4 separate regions of the Mus musculus genome follow, and all the other regions are linked to region 1. Evidence: chromatin contacts called from public HiChIP or PLAC-seq data. All regions are on one chromosome and are shown on one strand. The core of a region is the stretch at or near the end of the contact, and the rest is flanking DNA. Distances in the headings are between cores, read along the strand shown. Region 1 overlaps Bcar3 (breast cancer anti-estrogen resistance 3). Region 2 has its middle 27 kb from the start of Gm4610. Region 3 has its middle 27 kb from the start of Gm40139. Region 4 has its middle 7.8 kb from the start of Gm40139.

Region 1 (3,506 bases), core at 761-3,260:
TTCCGTAGCTGAGCAAGGCAACCCCTGTCAGCCCTGGGGGATGAGCTGAGGACCTGGCTGTCCAGTGGTGGCGCCCAGGACAGGATGCGGGATTCATTCTAGGCTCACCACTACAGGTACGACTCACCTTTCTCAAGAGCTTTGCTAAGGATTCAAATGACTGTTTGAGAGTACAAGCTGTGAGTCATTGGCCATGTGGAGGGGGCAATTCTGGCCAGATGTCAGGAAAGAGGTCCACCTTGACCATGGCAAGGCATTCCATACATCTCACATGTTTAGTCCATCATCCTGCCAGAGATTCTGAGCCCTGTTCCTCTTTGGCACGCACGGCAGCCCACACCCTCTGCGTAGTAAGCCTCAAAGGCTTACCACTGACACGCTTTTCTTCTGGAAGCACTAATAGGCATTCTGAGAGCAAGAAGCCCCTGGTCGGAATTAAGTGTCAATCACCCATCATCAGGTCTCTTTCCTGAGCTACACATACTTTCCAGGGCTGAGCTGGAAGACTGCGGGATGTTGAGCCCACCCTGGGGTCAAAGCTAAGTCCTCTGGGGATTCGAGGAGGAGGAGGATGTGTTTACTGTGGCAGAACAGGGTGGCAGGAACGTCCTAAGGCAAGACCCTCTAAGTCCCACTTGCCACCACTCTGTGGACCCATTCAAGACCCCTGGCCTGGCCCTCCTCTCAGCTACCTAGAGTCCTAAAATGCAATCAGACCGCCAGGTCCAATCACTAGGTGTTCTGGCTCTGCTGTCCCCAGCACAGAGGCCTCAGACCTGAGCCCACAGGCACATGGGTTTGTTTCCCTAGCTTAATGGTAAAGCGCTATAACAGCAAGATCCTGTGTGAGCCCAGATGTAGAAACCTGCAACACTGAGGACAACACGCAGGTCCATCCCAGCCCACCCCAAGCCCCTCTGCTTTGATCCAGAAATGAATCCCATTTAGACCAACCCCTGTCCCCATAGCTTGTGACAGCACAGGTGCCTCCAAGCCTGCAAGACACGTTCTGCAATCACCTTGCCAACTGCTCAGCCTTCCAAAGTCATCTCGGGTTGGCCATGATCTCTAGCTTCAAGGCCTTGCTCAAGCCTAGGGAGTCCAGCCACTCCTGCTAGAGCGTTTCCTGGCCATGCTGTGGACCAAGTTCCTGTATCACATCTCCTCTCAGCCCATTCCCTTCAAACAGTAGGTCCGTCCAGGATAGACATGCCAGTGAGCCGGGCATGCAGCAGGTGCTCAATCAAGGTTGAACATGTAACACTCATCAACACTTCCTGCTTTACTCTGCACCAGGCAAAGTGCCAGGGCTTCAGATATGTTATCTCAGTCTTTACTGACCATCTGGGTAGGGAGTACTCCATTCCACAAATGGAGAGGAGAACAAGGGCCATGCAGCTGTTAAGGGACAATGGTGGGATTTGGACTCATCCCTAAAGGCCAAATGGGAGACTTCATTTCCACATTCAAAGACAGCAGGTGGCAGAGTGGCTGTGCTCCACCAGGACAAGTGAGGCACAAGCAGTGTCCACCTGTAGGTGGCACGGGCCCTGAGCTGGGGTGCTGGACACTGATGGGCTGCAGCTTCCGGTGTGCTCAGAACCACCCACTGTCCTGATGCCCTGAGTAAGCAGCTGTTCCTGAACCATGTGCTATGGGCACAAGGCCCCAGATGCTGCTCTATGCCTGCTTCTGCCTCCTACTTGGCTCCATTTCATTGATTTACAGTGGGAAAGAGTTTTCCTGTCGGAGACACTGGCACAGCCTGTGTCTGTAGCAGTTCTGGGAGAAGATCAAGGCACGGGTGGTAGAGGGAAGACTGCAGACTGCAGAACAGCCTTGCCCATGAGGCTAGGGTGCACAGAGCCAAGGCTACCTTCTCCCTGATTGCTGGGGACTCCCAAGCAACCTGTCTTTCAATGGAACCTGAAGACAGATCCAGGGAGGAGGCCCAGGCAGAGGACAAAATGCTCAGGGCAGGAAATGCAGGAGGAGGGCTGCATACTTGTCAAGTGACATCAGACTCGGGCTCTCCTCTGAAGGATGTCAACGGCAGTGGGAAGCTTCCAGACCTGTAAGGAGTGGGCAGGCAGCTCCTCTTTCTCTCCTAAACTCTCAAGCCCTCATATACAGCCAAGGGCCCACTGCCCCCCAGAAAAGGAGCTCTTCTGCAACTGCAGACCCCTGTGTGTACAAGGAGTTCCCTCCTGAGGCTTGTGGGTGGGCGGGCTCACACTCGGTGTGAATCTCACTCACCTCAGGCCTACTGGCATGGTGCTGAATGCTCAGACCCAGGGCCCAGCCTGACTGGCCTGCTGGGACAGGAACTCTCAGTCTTCTCTTGCCACCACCTGACAGTAGGTACGGATTTAACATGGCAAATTCTCTGCCTACCTGTGTGTTCTGCACAAGGCTGCCCAGCCACCAGAGTTAACAAGTCCTGTTCTTTCCCTTGGAGCCTGCTTAGCAGGGACACGCCCTCCTTCCTCTACAAGCAGGGATGACACCCTCAGCCACAGGCTCTGACCTACACTGGTCATCTAGTTAGCCTTCCAGTCCTGGAGTCAGGAAAAGAGCTCTTTCTACCGAGGTTATTCGGTGACCCTCCAGTTCACTCTGGGAGTCTTTTTTCAGCCCCCAAACCCCCTGCGGTATGGCTAGGAGATTAGATTTACAGCCAGGATTCCTGACACAGGAAGGAAAATCCAGCTTTTGAATAAATCTAACCTTTAAAACTCATGGCCTTCTCTGAGCTGAATGAAACAGGGCTTTAGATTTCCCTGAGGTCTTACCTATCACTCAAGTGCCCAAGTATCAACTGCTATATACCAGGAAAGTGGGCTAAGCCCAAGATGCCCGTTGTCTAAGGGATGCCAAGAGCTTATATACACAGATCACCTGCTCCTGAAGCAAATGCCCCTATTAAAAATGAGGATGGGGCTGGAGAGATGGCTCAGCAGTTAAGAGCACTGACTGAATTTCCAGAGGTCCTGAGTTCAATTCCCAGCAACCACATGGTGGCTCACAACCATCTGGAATAGAATCTGATGCCCTTTTCTGCTGTGCATGAAAACAACACTCATATATATAAAATAAATAAATAAATAAATAATCTTTAAGGAAAAAACCCCAAAGACGATAAGAATGTACATAGATATGGACTGAGAGTCAGGCTTGGAATTGTATCTATGTATAACAGTTTTGTTCTCAAATGCTAATAAGCCTGATATTCCACATCCCAAACACTGTCAGTGGTGAGCATTAGGAAGTGGGGGTTTCTAAAATTAGCTTTTCATCTTCTATTTCATTTTATGTGTATGTGTGTTTTGCCTGCATGTATGTCTATGAAACGCATGTGTGGGTGGTGCCAAAGACACCAGAAAGGGGTGTCAGATGCCCTGGACCTGGAGTTATAGATGGTTGAAAGCTGCCATGTAGGTACTGAGAATCAAAGGGGTCCTGTGAAAGAGCAGCCAGTGCTCTTAAGCACTGAGCCATTCCTCTAG
Region 2 (3,627 bases), core at 56-2,555, 150 kb after region 1:
GATGGGATGGCCCCATTGCTGAAGACAACACCTATACTCCTCATTGAACATGAAGAGAGAGGTGGTGTCTACATAGAGCTTTCAACCCTATGTGCTAGCATCTTTGTTACAGGACAGCAACTCTGCAAACTACCAATGAAGAAACGTAAACACCAACCTAGCCATAGGCCCTTAGATCTACAATGGTGTCCTGCCTACAAGATATGTTAATGCTATCGTGACACAAAGCTTCAGAGAGTAACCAGCCAGGCTTTGAGTTGACTCAACCCACTCCAAGAGGTAGATTCCATATCTGACTCTGTTTGGGTGGCAAGGAACCTGAGACTAGGTAGCCCAGGAACCTAGAGTAAAACCAAACACTACTGTTCTACTGAAGAATATAGCAATAAACATAAAAATAAAGAATGACTCCTAATGACATCCTGCTATACTCATAGATCAGTGTCTTGCTCAGCCTCCTGCAGCAGATGGGGACAAATGCAGAGATCCATAGCCAGGCAATACTCAGAGAGTGAGAGACCTTGGAACTCTAAGCCTAAACAGGATGTCCCCATCAAATCCCTCCTCTCAGGGCTAGGGAACCCTATGGGAGGATGATAGAGAGAGGATAAGAGTGGGTCTCTATGTCTGTATTTTTTTGTTTTATTATGTGATAGTTTTATCTTATTATATTTCATTATTTTCCCTTATTAACCTGTTTGTTTTCTACTGAGAGACAAAAATGGTTGGATCTGGATGGGCAGAGAGGTGGGGAGGAACTGACGGGAGTAGAGGGAGGAGAAACCGTAATCAGGATACATTATGTGAGAAAAAAGTGTATTTTCAACAACAACAACAGCAACAACAAAAACATAATTAAGACACCAAACTACTTACTTAAAAAAAAAAGCCAAATATTTCCCTAAACCACATAAAAAGGAACCCACATATATGCAGGGAAATGGTGGGATTAGCTTGTGCACTATGCTAGCACAAATAAAAATATTCAGCAATGGTGACTGGAGGGCGGACAAGGAGATGGTAGTTAATGGACCCAGGGTTTTCTGTGTGCTTACTCAGCTCTGAGCCCTTCACAGTTAGGGATTTCAGCTCCGAGCCCTTCACAGTTAGGGATTTCAGCTCCAGGCCCTTCACAGTTAGGGATTTCAGCTCCCAGACCACCACAGTTAGGGATTCTGCTCACAGCAGGCTTATAGAAGGAAGGTTACTCAACTTTATGGCTGACAAAGCAGAGACACAGGCAGTTGAGTAATTGTCCAGACAGGCTGCGAATCCAAACCACTTCACCACGATCCCTGTTGTGTGAGAGGTGAGAGGAGGGAGAGAAAGGGGAGGAGCCCTGCTGGCTGCACTCAGGCTTCATGGCTGAGGCTGGAGCGCTGGATGATACAACTAAAAATAGAAACTGGATCAGACCAAGGATTCTTATATGCCATGATACAGTCTGAATCTTTTTTTCTACAGAATCTTCTGGAACTGGTCAGAATGCAAATTCCTGACCTTTTCCCTTCGTCCATAAATCAGAAAGTTTGGATTCTAAAAGGCTTCTCTGTAGGCCAGTGGTTCCCAGCCTTCCTAATGCTGTGACATTTAACACAATTCCTCACGTTGTGGTGACCCCAACCATAAAATATTTTGTTGCTACTTCATAACTGTAATTTTGCTACTGCTGTGAATTGTAATGTAAACAGCTGGCATGCAGGATATCTGCTAATCCCTTGAAAGGATTGTTCAACCCTTCCTTGGGGGGTTGTGACTCGAAGGTTGAGACCCTCTCCTCTTGACCCTTTTACACACTTAAGACTGAGAGCCGCTGCTGTCAGCTATATAGACACATTAGTATTTTGAAGTCAGGGAGACAGAGCTACAGGTGAATTTATTTTCCAGAAAGCAATGGACTGGAGAGGGCAAAGCCTTAACACAGATGCTCAATACAGAGTTTTCTGTGCTGTCCAGTGCTGGTGAGAGTCTCAACCAGGGAAATACCAGTATACTAGGCTAAGCAGTGTGTGCTTCCCCCTACACACACACACACACACACACACACACACACACACACACACACATACACTGCTTAGGAATTCACGTCTGTCTAGAACTTGAGAATGCAGGCTTCTGTGGCCACGGGCTTGTGCGGATGTTAACATGAGGTCACAGTGCATTAGGGCAAGCTTAATAGTGTCTTTGTGGCAGAGACAAGGAAATGTGGATGGAAGCAGACACTGAGAGATGTATAGAAAAGGAGTCATGTGCCAAAATAAAGCAGAATAAAACAAAAAGTCCACAAAAATGCCACTGGGGTCCTTTGTGTCGCCCAACAACTCTTGGGCATGGGGCCTGACCTGAAGTGTGATTGATATACCAGTGAAGTTTTGAGGTTTTGTTTTGCTTTTTTCTTTTTTAAATTGTGGTTGGGGGTTGTTTTGGTTTTGTGTCTGTGTCTGTGGTGTGTGTGTGTGTGTGTCTGTCTGTCTGTCTGTCTGTCTGTTTTACCTCCTTTTTTGTGTGTGTCTTATTTTTTAAAAGAAAAAGAACATAAAGCTGCTTGGGTAGGGAGGTGGGAGGACCCGTGAGGAGTTGGGGGAGGGAAAAACATCTTCAAAACATATCATATGACAATATTTTTAATTAAAATTAAAATATTATATTTAAAAAAAATCAAAGATGATGGGGCAAGTTGGGCAATTCGGTCACACGCCTTGGAGGGCCACATGGTGCCTCCTTCCAGGAGCAAGCAGAGACTGAGAGCATCTTCCCTCAGAGACTCCAGGAGTCAGCCTTGCTCATAGCTTGACACTTTCGAGCTTTTCTGGCTCTTGAGGTGTGAGACCAGATGTATTTGATGTGATTTGCCCTCCAGATGTTCATGGGGTGATAGGACCCTTGAAGAAGAACAGCTTTGTGGTAGGCTGCTAGGTCCCTGGAGACGCTGTTCTCCTAGAGTGAGTTCTCACAAGGGCAAGCTGTTATAATAGTGGAACCTGGCCAAGGTCTCCGTGGGGCTCCCTGTCTAGTCATGCTATGTCTTGCTGACACAGGTATTCTATTATGATAGCATCAATCCTTGGGTCTGCACCAGAGACCAAACCAATGGGGGTTACATGGTTTTTGAGCCTCCAAAACTGTAAGGTAAACAACACTTGTTTTCTTTATAAGGTTACCCAGCATCAGGTATTCCAGTCAGCATTGGGCAACAACATCAGACTACCACAATAAATTTCTGTTGCGTTAACTCATCGAGTTTGTGTTAATTTTTCTGAGGAAGCTCAAGAAAATTAAGGCAGTTTTATCAAGTGGCAAAATTCGGAAGACATCAGACTGGGTAGAAAGTAAAGTGTGAGCAGTGACCACTCGGAAGCTTAGAGTGTGAGGTCAGTGATGTGGCTGTACAGAGTATAGGGCATATATTTGAATTAAAAAGACTGGAATTTAGTTTAAACTTTGGCACCCACCTATGATAAGACTGTAGCATCTTAGTTTCCTTGACTTCAAAGTAGGGACAAGATGGATGACCTTAGAGTAGTAAGCAGACTGAATGATATCCTTTAAGGAAATCTGCTCATTTCCAAACATGGAAATTAAGAACTGAAATACAGAAAAACTTATCTAACAGGCATCCCCAAGCCA
Region 3 (3,595 bases), core at 433-2,932, 170 kb after region 1:
CTGATTGGTGTTTGTCAACTTCACACAAGGTAGAGTTATCTGGAAGGAAGAAACTCAGCTGTGAAACTCTTCCCTCCAGATTGCCTGTGGGCAAACCTGCGGGGCATTTTCTTGATTGAAGATGGATGAGAAAGGGCACACCCACCTTTGGGTAGATAGTCCTGTGTTGTATAAGAAAGCAAGCTGGGCAAGACGTGAGGCGCAAGCCAGTAAGCACCATGCCTCCATGGCTTCTGCTTCAGTTCCTTCTTCCAGGCTCCGGCCTTGAGCTTCCCTCAGTGATGGAATTTGACCTGAGAGTTGTAAGATGACATAAACCCTTTTCTCCCCTAAGTGCTTTTGGTCATGGCATTTTAGGACTGCAATAGAAATCCTAAAAACAATATTTAACTCAATCAGGTTGACAGGATTAACAGTCAAATCATTGGCAACCTTCCTAACCCTTTAATACAGTTCCTCATGTTGTAATGACCCTCAACCTTAAAACTATCTTGTTGCAACTTCATAACTGTAATTTTGCTATTGTAATCAATCATTATGAATCATAATGTAAATATTGATGCATAGGATATCTTATATTTAACCCCCAAAGAGATCGTGACCCATCGTGACCAGTTGAAAACTGATGCTCTAGAGACTGTAAGGAAGTCTGTTTCCAGATAACTCTACCTTGTGTCAACTCGACAAAACCCAATCAGCACAAAATACATGGAAGACAGGAAAGCACTACTCTAGGTCTGTCTTTGAGGATAATATCGCAAGGACTCTGGTTTAATGAATGGCTTTGCCTATTGATAGATTCAAAATTTGAACAGGTCATTGGGAAGCAATGGAAATTCCTGCCTAGTGGGGGGGGGGGAAGCTGGTCACTAAGAACATGTCTCAGGGGAGTTCTAATTTTCCATGATCCTTTCTTGTCTCTTCCAGCCCCTCGTGACTGCCAGCACTCCTTGGTTTGTGGCTACATCACTCCAATCTTTGTTCTAGGACCACACTGTCTTCTGTCTATGTGAAATCTCCCTCTGCCTTTTATAAAGATATTTGTAATTACATAGAGAGGCTCCACCCAAACAACCCAGAATAACTCCTTCCTCTTGTGATCTTCTACCACAAAGGCCCTTTTGCCTATAAGGCAGCAGTCACAGTTTCCAGACATTATCAGCCTATCGCATGCATTGTTTAATGCTCATAAATATTGCCGGAGCCACATGCAGACTGCCCCATCTTCTGCTCATCCTCACTGTTGCTGGCACAGGTTCCTGTTGCTGCTCCCAGCTTCGGCTGCTCTTTTCCACTCTGTTTGACTTCTCTTTGATGATCCCTCAGCCATTAATAATTCTAACTTCCCGGTGACAACCTTTTGACTCTTAGTAAGTAGCAGGTTTACTTTTCCAAAGAAAAGCATGTAATTGTTTTGATGGTTAAATAACCTGGTAGATAATTAATGTGACAATTTAAAGCTGGTCTGTGTGAGGGGAGGGGAGTCTATTTCTTTTATCAGAACAGCACCTTGAGATATCAAGAAGATAAAGACAATTTCTCTAGGAAGTGTGGATTATGACTAATAAATCATAGTAGGGATGTATCTGCCTGGGAACCAGCTGTAATGATCTTACAGAGCACTCACTCCTGATGCCTGTCAGTGTCATGATGATTCAGTGCCACATGGGCTGGAACTATATTGCTCAACATGTTATACTGTGAGTGAAATCGGGTGTGTCTGTGGCCTGTGCACCTATCTCAGCTGGTAGCTAGATCGGGGTAGGAAGAGACAGAAATGCTCTTGTGTATCCTTTATCAGCCACGACACAAGGAAGTGTTGGACATAGGAAGGTTCCAGATCAACGTCTGACCGAATACTCATGTGGTCAGTTTTCCTTCTTAAAATGTTCAAACTACCACTAAGTTTGGAATTACAAGATGATTCATGTTAGCCACAAAGCATTATGTAGGCCCGGAAAATATACTAAAGAATCCTTCATCAAAAGAAATAAGTGATGGTGTGTGTCTATGTGTGTATGTGTCTACAGTAACTTTTGTTATTTATGTGTAGGGGGCACACACTACTCACACTTGTGGAAACCCAAGGAGAACTTCCAGAAATCTGTTCTCTCCTCTGCCTCGTGCTTCTCAGGGACTGAATTCATGGTAGCAGGCTTGGCAGCATACGCCTTTCGCCTTTTATCATGGAGCGGTCCTGCTGGCCTCCAGTGTGGTAACTGTACTGATCTCCACCATGATTCCCACTAGAAATATAAATCATCAAGTAAAAGGAAATGAATGCAATATCTAAAGTGGATATTTCAATGGACAGAGGGCAAAAAAAAAATCTGAAATCATATTAGCAATTACTTGGAAATTATGTGATACAAGTTGGTTCAAGTTGAAGAAAATCCAATTTCCAGAAACTCCCATTATTTTTGCACCTTCCCTCACAGCATTCTCAAATTTGAAATTAAGTGTTTAACTTATAGATGGCTGATTCTCACTTACAAAAGAAATACAAGTATTATGCAAATCACCTCGTATCCACACAACTTCCACAACTACACACTTACAACTCTGCAGCTTGCTACATATTCTCCATGAGTAGTTTGCTTAAAGCTCTTGATGCATCCCCTGCCCCTTTCCTGTTTCACTCGAAACATCTCAGCTTAAAGGAACGTGATAAATGGGGGGGGGGGGTCTTATCTTAACACAACAAGGCACCAGAATTGGTCCCGGTTGAAGGAATTTGTACTCTAATTGAGCAAAGATTATTCTTTCAACTCTCCTTTGATATTTGGCATTGGACCAAGGAGCCTAAAATTAGCTGCCTTTCGAATCCAGGTGTGGCTGAGTGGAAGCAATTCCATTTGCCCCAGGAAGTCACAGGAGTTGTTGAAATAGTTTAAGTGGGATTCTGGTCAAGGTGTTTGTTTGGGGCCACCTCTTGCTGCAGAAAATGAAAAGCCACCTTACCGCAGAGATGAAAGGGACCACTGAGAACATCACTTAGGAACTCTCCATCTTGCTGCTTAGGAGTGGTGGACATTTCCCAGCCTTGTTCTGCACCAACAGAATAGGGTCTTCCTTTCCCTTGTCTTAGTGACCCCTCAGAGGCCTTCTAGAGACTAGATGAGGGAGCGTGCAAGCATGCGCATGATTGCTTTTCCACATCACTATGGTGGTTTTGGAACATGTCTACCTATTCTTTAACCCTCCTTCCATCCACATGCGCCAAGCTTAGGGACTCACTCGTCGCCAGCGGAACACAGCAACACTATCACCTGCACTCTGTTCTCCCATCCTCACCAAGCTGAAACCTCAGACACTTCTTGCTGGCAGAAGACCACTCTCTCCAAAGGGACCTATGAAAGAAGCTAGACACCAACTCTTGCACTTAAAACTGTCACTAGTGTAGAGTGTGAAGGTCACTGGCTCACCCAAGCAATGAAATCCTCCACGCTGTCTCTGACGTGTAACTGCAATGATACCAGCAGGGTATCTTAGGGTTTCATTGCTGTGAAGAGACACCATGACCAAGGCAACTTTTATAAAGGGCAACATTTAATTGAGGCTGGCTTAGTTTCAGAGGTTCAGTCCATTATCATCA
Region 4 (3,390 bases), core at 34-2,533, 200 kb after region 1:
AAATGGGTTGCTAGATTAGTAAATGGTGTCTTATTTCAGAACGTGGCATTAACTAACACAAGTAATCGGAGCAAAAACACTTAAAATCTGCCTCAGAACAGGAATAAGAGTGGCAAAGCATGGGGCATTAGCATGTTATGCTAATTCGTCATTAAGAGGTCTTTGCTAGTTATATCACTTTATACTATTTGCATATATTAACAACTGCTTCATTAATGGGGCACTTAATTCCACAGTAAGGAGAATTAAGATTAGAATATACTTGTTGCAGGATAAAATATGAAATGTAAAATAGCAGAATTAAAATGAAGTGGGAATTATACGTTATCTCTAGGTCCTTGGATAACATATTCTTTTACAGATGTATATATGTATATGTGTATATGTGTGTATATATATATATGTATATGTAATCTTCAACAGCAATACTTCTGTAATCAAAATAATTCTGGAATATTAGCCCCTTATGTTTCTCTAAGGACATAGGCAAAGTATTGCATATAGTTAAGGTAGTTGTTATGCCTACCCCTCCCCAGAGCGTACACCCCTCCAAGTCAGATCACCCAGAAGTCAGTGTGAGGAAACCTTAGGCTTCCTGCATAGCTTCAAAACTCTGTCTAAAATCCTCATCTCCCTTCAACATCAGCCTCTCTGGTCAGCAGCTATGAATGTCAATCACCACGACAGACACCTGAGAGAAAGCCTTTCTGAGGAGGATGCATCCATTGGCCTTGTGGTTTCAGAGAGCCCGGGCCCGTAGACAGCTTCTCTGAGACAATGGTGAGACGGACCCTCGTGGCTAAAGGATGCCGCTGAGGAACACTGTTGGACAGAAGGCAGGAAGAGAGAGACAGAGATGGGATTAGGTAAGTGGCATTGTCTCTCCAGGGTGTGACCTCCACGACCTTTTCCTCCAGCTAGCTCCACCTCCCAATAACGTCATTATATTATGAACCCACAAGGGGATTGACTGAGCCACTGTTTAGGTCAGAGCCCTGAAGAGCCAATCACTACTCTTTTTAACATGGGGTCTCACTATATAGCTGAGGCTATGACTCACATTTGCTTAACATATGGGAGGCCCTAGTTTGATTCCCTGTCACGTATACATATGTATGTGTATGTGTATATGTATAGGGATTATCTTTCCAAACTTGAATATCCCACACCTCCTTTGGTGGTATCAGAGGACAGGAGTCTTTAAGAAAACAAGGAACTCTTTGTAGAGCTCAGCTCCCTCTTAGCTACAGTGCTTAACCACTCTTCTTTCCATGACTCACGGACAGGACAGTCCCTTTCCTCCGGCCCTTATCTCACTGGAGCCTAGGGCCTGGATCTCCTATCTCGTTTCCCCTCCCCCTGGCCAGCTTTCGCAGCTCTACCAGGTCTTTTGAAGGTGCTGCCTCTGGTCACGTCTCCTTTAGTCTCACTCTGTCCCAGCAATAGCAGCCTCCCTGCCTCACCCCCTGCCTTTCTTCTCATTATTTCCCTAGAGAACTCAGAGGAGGAGCTTGGACCAGCTGGGCTTCGCTTGTGCATTCCGCTCCTCTCTCAAGGAACTTCCTCTATCCCATGCCCTCCTGATCTCAGTTTGAGTTCATTCATCCATGATGTTGTCCGGTCCAAAGAACCACTGTGCACCCCAAAGTAGCCCCAGTTTCCCTTGGATCTCTTAGAATACTTTTTAAAAAAAGATTTATTGATTTTATGTATAAGAGTACACTGTAGCTGTCTTCGGACACACCAGAAGAGGGCATCAGATCCCACTACAGATGGTTGTGAGCCACCATGTGGTTGCTGGGAATTGAACTCAGGACCTCTGGAAGAGCAGTCAGTGCTCTTAACTGCTGAGCCAGCCCTCCAGCCCTCCGGCCCTCCAACCCCTCTTAAAATACTTTTTCATGTGCAGTTTTAGCCATGGTGGAAAGACCTACAGATGGCCAGGATGGTCGTGTCCTATGCCATTGCAACTGTGTGTGGTCCAATCGGGTGGCTTGTTAGAGATGTAAGTACTTGACTTGCATATCCCAAGCCTGTGTGAACCAGAATCCTGTAGGTGGGAGAGGTCACCCTTAGGCTCTGCCTCCTCTCCAGTATACCTTGGGCTCTCCCTATCCTGGGTCCTCTCTAGTAGCTTCTCCTCACGGCATCATTTTCCTGTTAATATTTGACTATGTACATCACCCATGCTCAGATCCTAGGAGCCGGATGTTCTGGAAGGACTAACCCAGAAAGCAGTAAGTAGCGGCTTTACCCACGCTAAGGAATGCTTCTGTTCTCTGCTGCACAGACCTTGGAGCGCTCCCTCTGTCCCATTCCCTTGCTCCAGATTGCTTTTTTTGGGCAAGGTCCCTGCTCTCCTGCCAAGTACAGGCGTGTGTTGCATTCACAAACATGTGCAGTGAAGGTCGCCTGCTTGTCTGGTGGTTCAGATAAGCTTTGCACACAGGTGCCCTGGCCAGCCCAGGGCAAAGGTCAGTGCTCTGCAGAGGGCCAAAGCCACACTTTCCTAAGAGGCCCCTCTGTACTCCCTAACCCACTGAGGGAACTTTAGACCTCAAATCAGGTAGGAAGGCTCTTCCGGAATAAGATGTGCATGTGTGTGTCTTTTATTTGGATATAAGTTTGAAGTTACGGAAAAGTCGTAAGTACAGCATGTGGAATTCCCATCCACTCTACCTAGGTTCACATTTTACCTACATCTGTTTCTATTATGACTTTTATTCTTGGGTGGGGGTGGGAAGGTATCATTCAAAAACAGGTTAAGGACATTATGCCCATTTCCCCCTAAATTATTTTGAGAGAAACATGTCAAAACACAGCACAGTTAACAACTTTGAAAAGCATAATATTGACACAATTTATCTAACCCACAGTCCAAATTAAGATGCTATCAACCACCTTAATATTTCTTATGTCTATGGCTTTTTCCCACCCAAGGACCCATTCAAATCATTCATTCGTTTGTTCACTCGTTCGTTCATTCATTATATCTAGTTGTTCCATCTCTTTAATCTTCATAAACATGGAACTGCTATTTTTTAATTCTTTGACCCTTGCTATTTTTGAAGGCTATCAGATGGTTGCTTAGTAGACTGATCTTTTACCTGGTATTTCAGGATTCAGTTTAGGTAAGCATTCTCTGAGAGGAAAAAAATCACCAAGGTAGCATTTTATCTGGTGAGAAAGCTCCTGCCTGCCCTCTGAACCAATACTAGCAGAGTTACCATTGCTCTCTACAAAGACTGCAAACAACCACTTTGTGGAGGGTGCCCTCTGCTGGCCATTTCTAGCACTGCAGCTGTAAACTTCCAACAACAACCCTGGACACAGGGTTGCGTGACCCTGGGAATTATTCCTCCTTATTAACTTTGATTCCCTCACTGATAG

The links. HiChIP or PLAC-seq counts read pairs in DNA pulled down with a chosen protein or histone mark.
Region 2: a contact with region 1 is called in an HNF4G HiChIP or PLAC-seq map of pancreatic cancer cells. The contact joins two enhancer-like sites. A contact is called at or near these places in 1 of 115 datasets of contacts at active chromatin or transcription factors (pancreatic cancer cells) and 2 of 9 other capture datasets (adipose tissue and pancreatic islet).
Region 3: a contact with region 1 is called in an HNF4G HiChIP or PLAC-seq map of pancreatic cancer cells. The contact joins two enhancer-like sites. A contact is called at or near these places in 1 of 484 Hi-C or Micro-C datasets (embryonic stem cells), 2 of 115 datasets of contacts at active chromatin or transcription factors (embryonic stem cells and pancreatic cancer cells) and 3 of 9 other capture datasets (adipose tissue, embryonic stem cells and pancreatic islet).
Region 4: an H3K27ac HiChIP or PLAC-seq map of trophoblast stem cells shows a contact between it and region 1, with 3 times the contacts expected there. The contact joins two enhancer-like sites. A contact is called at or near these places in 3 of 15 datasets of contacts at CTCF or cohesin (the NIH/3T3 cell line, embryonic stem cells and large pre-B cells), 25 of 484 Hi-C or Micro-C datasets (the C2C12 cell line, the HL-1 cell line, the N1E-115 cell line and 9 more), 12 of 115 datasets of contacts at active chromatin or transcription factors (acute myeloid leukemia, differentiating embryonic stem cells, embryonic basal ganglia and 7 more) and 2 of 9 other capture datasets (adipose tissue and liver).

Annotation. Positions count from the first base shown.
Region 1 is chr3:122,514,260-122,517,765 of GRCm38.p6, reverse strand. The region is part of intron 7 of Bcar3 (breast cancer anti-estrogen resistance 3); the gene reads right to left. Among named protein-coding and RNA genes, the nearest start is that of Mir7657, 26 kb to the left of the region's middle. Within about 2 kb of position 2,010, at least 43 of the 459 cell types and tissues checked have an H3K27ac peak or open chromatin away from gene starts, as enhancers often do. A contact at or near this core is called in intestinal villus epithelium, pancreatic cancer cells and trophoblast stem cells, where this site is marked.
Region 2 is chr3:122,363,204-122,366,830 of GRCm38.p6, reverse strand. No RefSeq gene overlaps it. Among named protein-coding and RNA genes, the nearest start is that of Gm4610, 27 kb to the left of the region's middle. Within about 2 kb of position 1,305, at least 103 of the 459 cell types and tissues checked have an H3K27ac peak or open chromatin away from gene starts, as enhancers often do. A contact at or near this core is called in pancreatic cancer cells, where this site is marked.
Region 3 is chr3:122,346,963-122,350,557 of GRCm38.p6, reverse strand. No RefSeq gene overlaps it. Among named protein-coding and RNA genes, the nearest start is that of Gm40139, 27 kb to the right of the region's middle. Within about 2 kb of position 1,682, at least 53 of the 459 cell types and tissues checked have an H3K27ac peak or open chromatin away from gene starts, as enhancers often do. A contact at or near this core is called in pancreatic cancer cells, where this site is marked.
Region 4 is chr3:122,312,149-122,315,538 of GRCm38.p6, reverse strand. No RefSeq gene overlaps it. Among named protein-coding and RNA genes, the nearest start is that of Gm40139, 7.8 kb to the left of the region's middle. Within about 2 kb of position 1,283, at least 34 of the 459 cell types and tissues checked have an H3K27ac peak or open chromatin away from gene starts, as enhancers often do. A contact at or near this core is called in intestinal villus epithelium, pancreatic cancer cells and trophoblast stem cells, where this site is marked.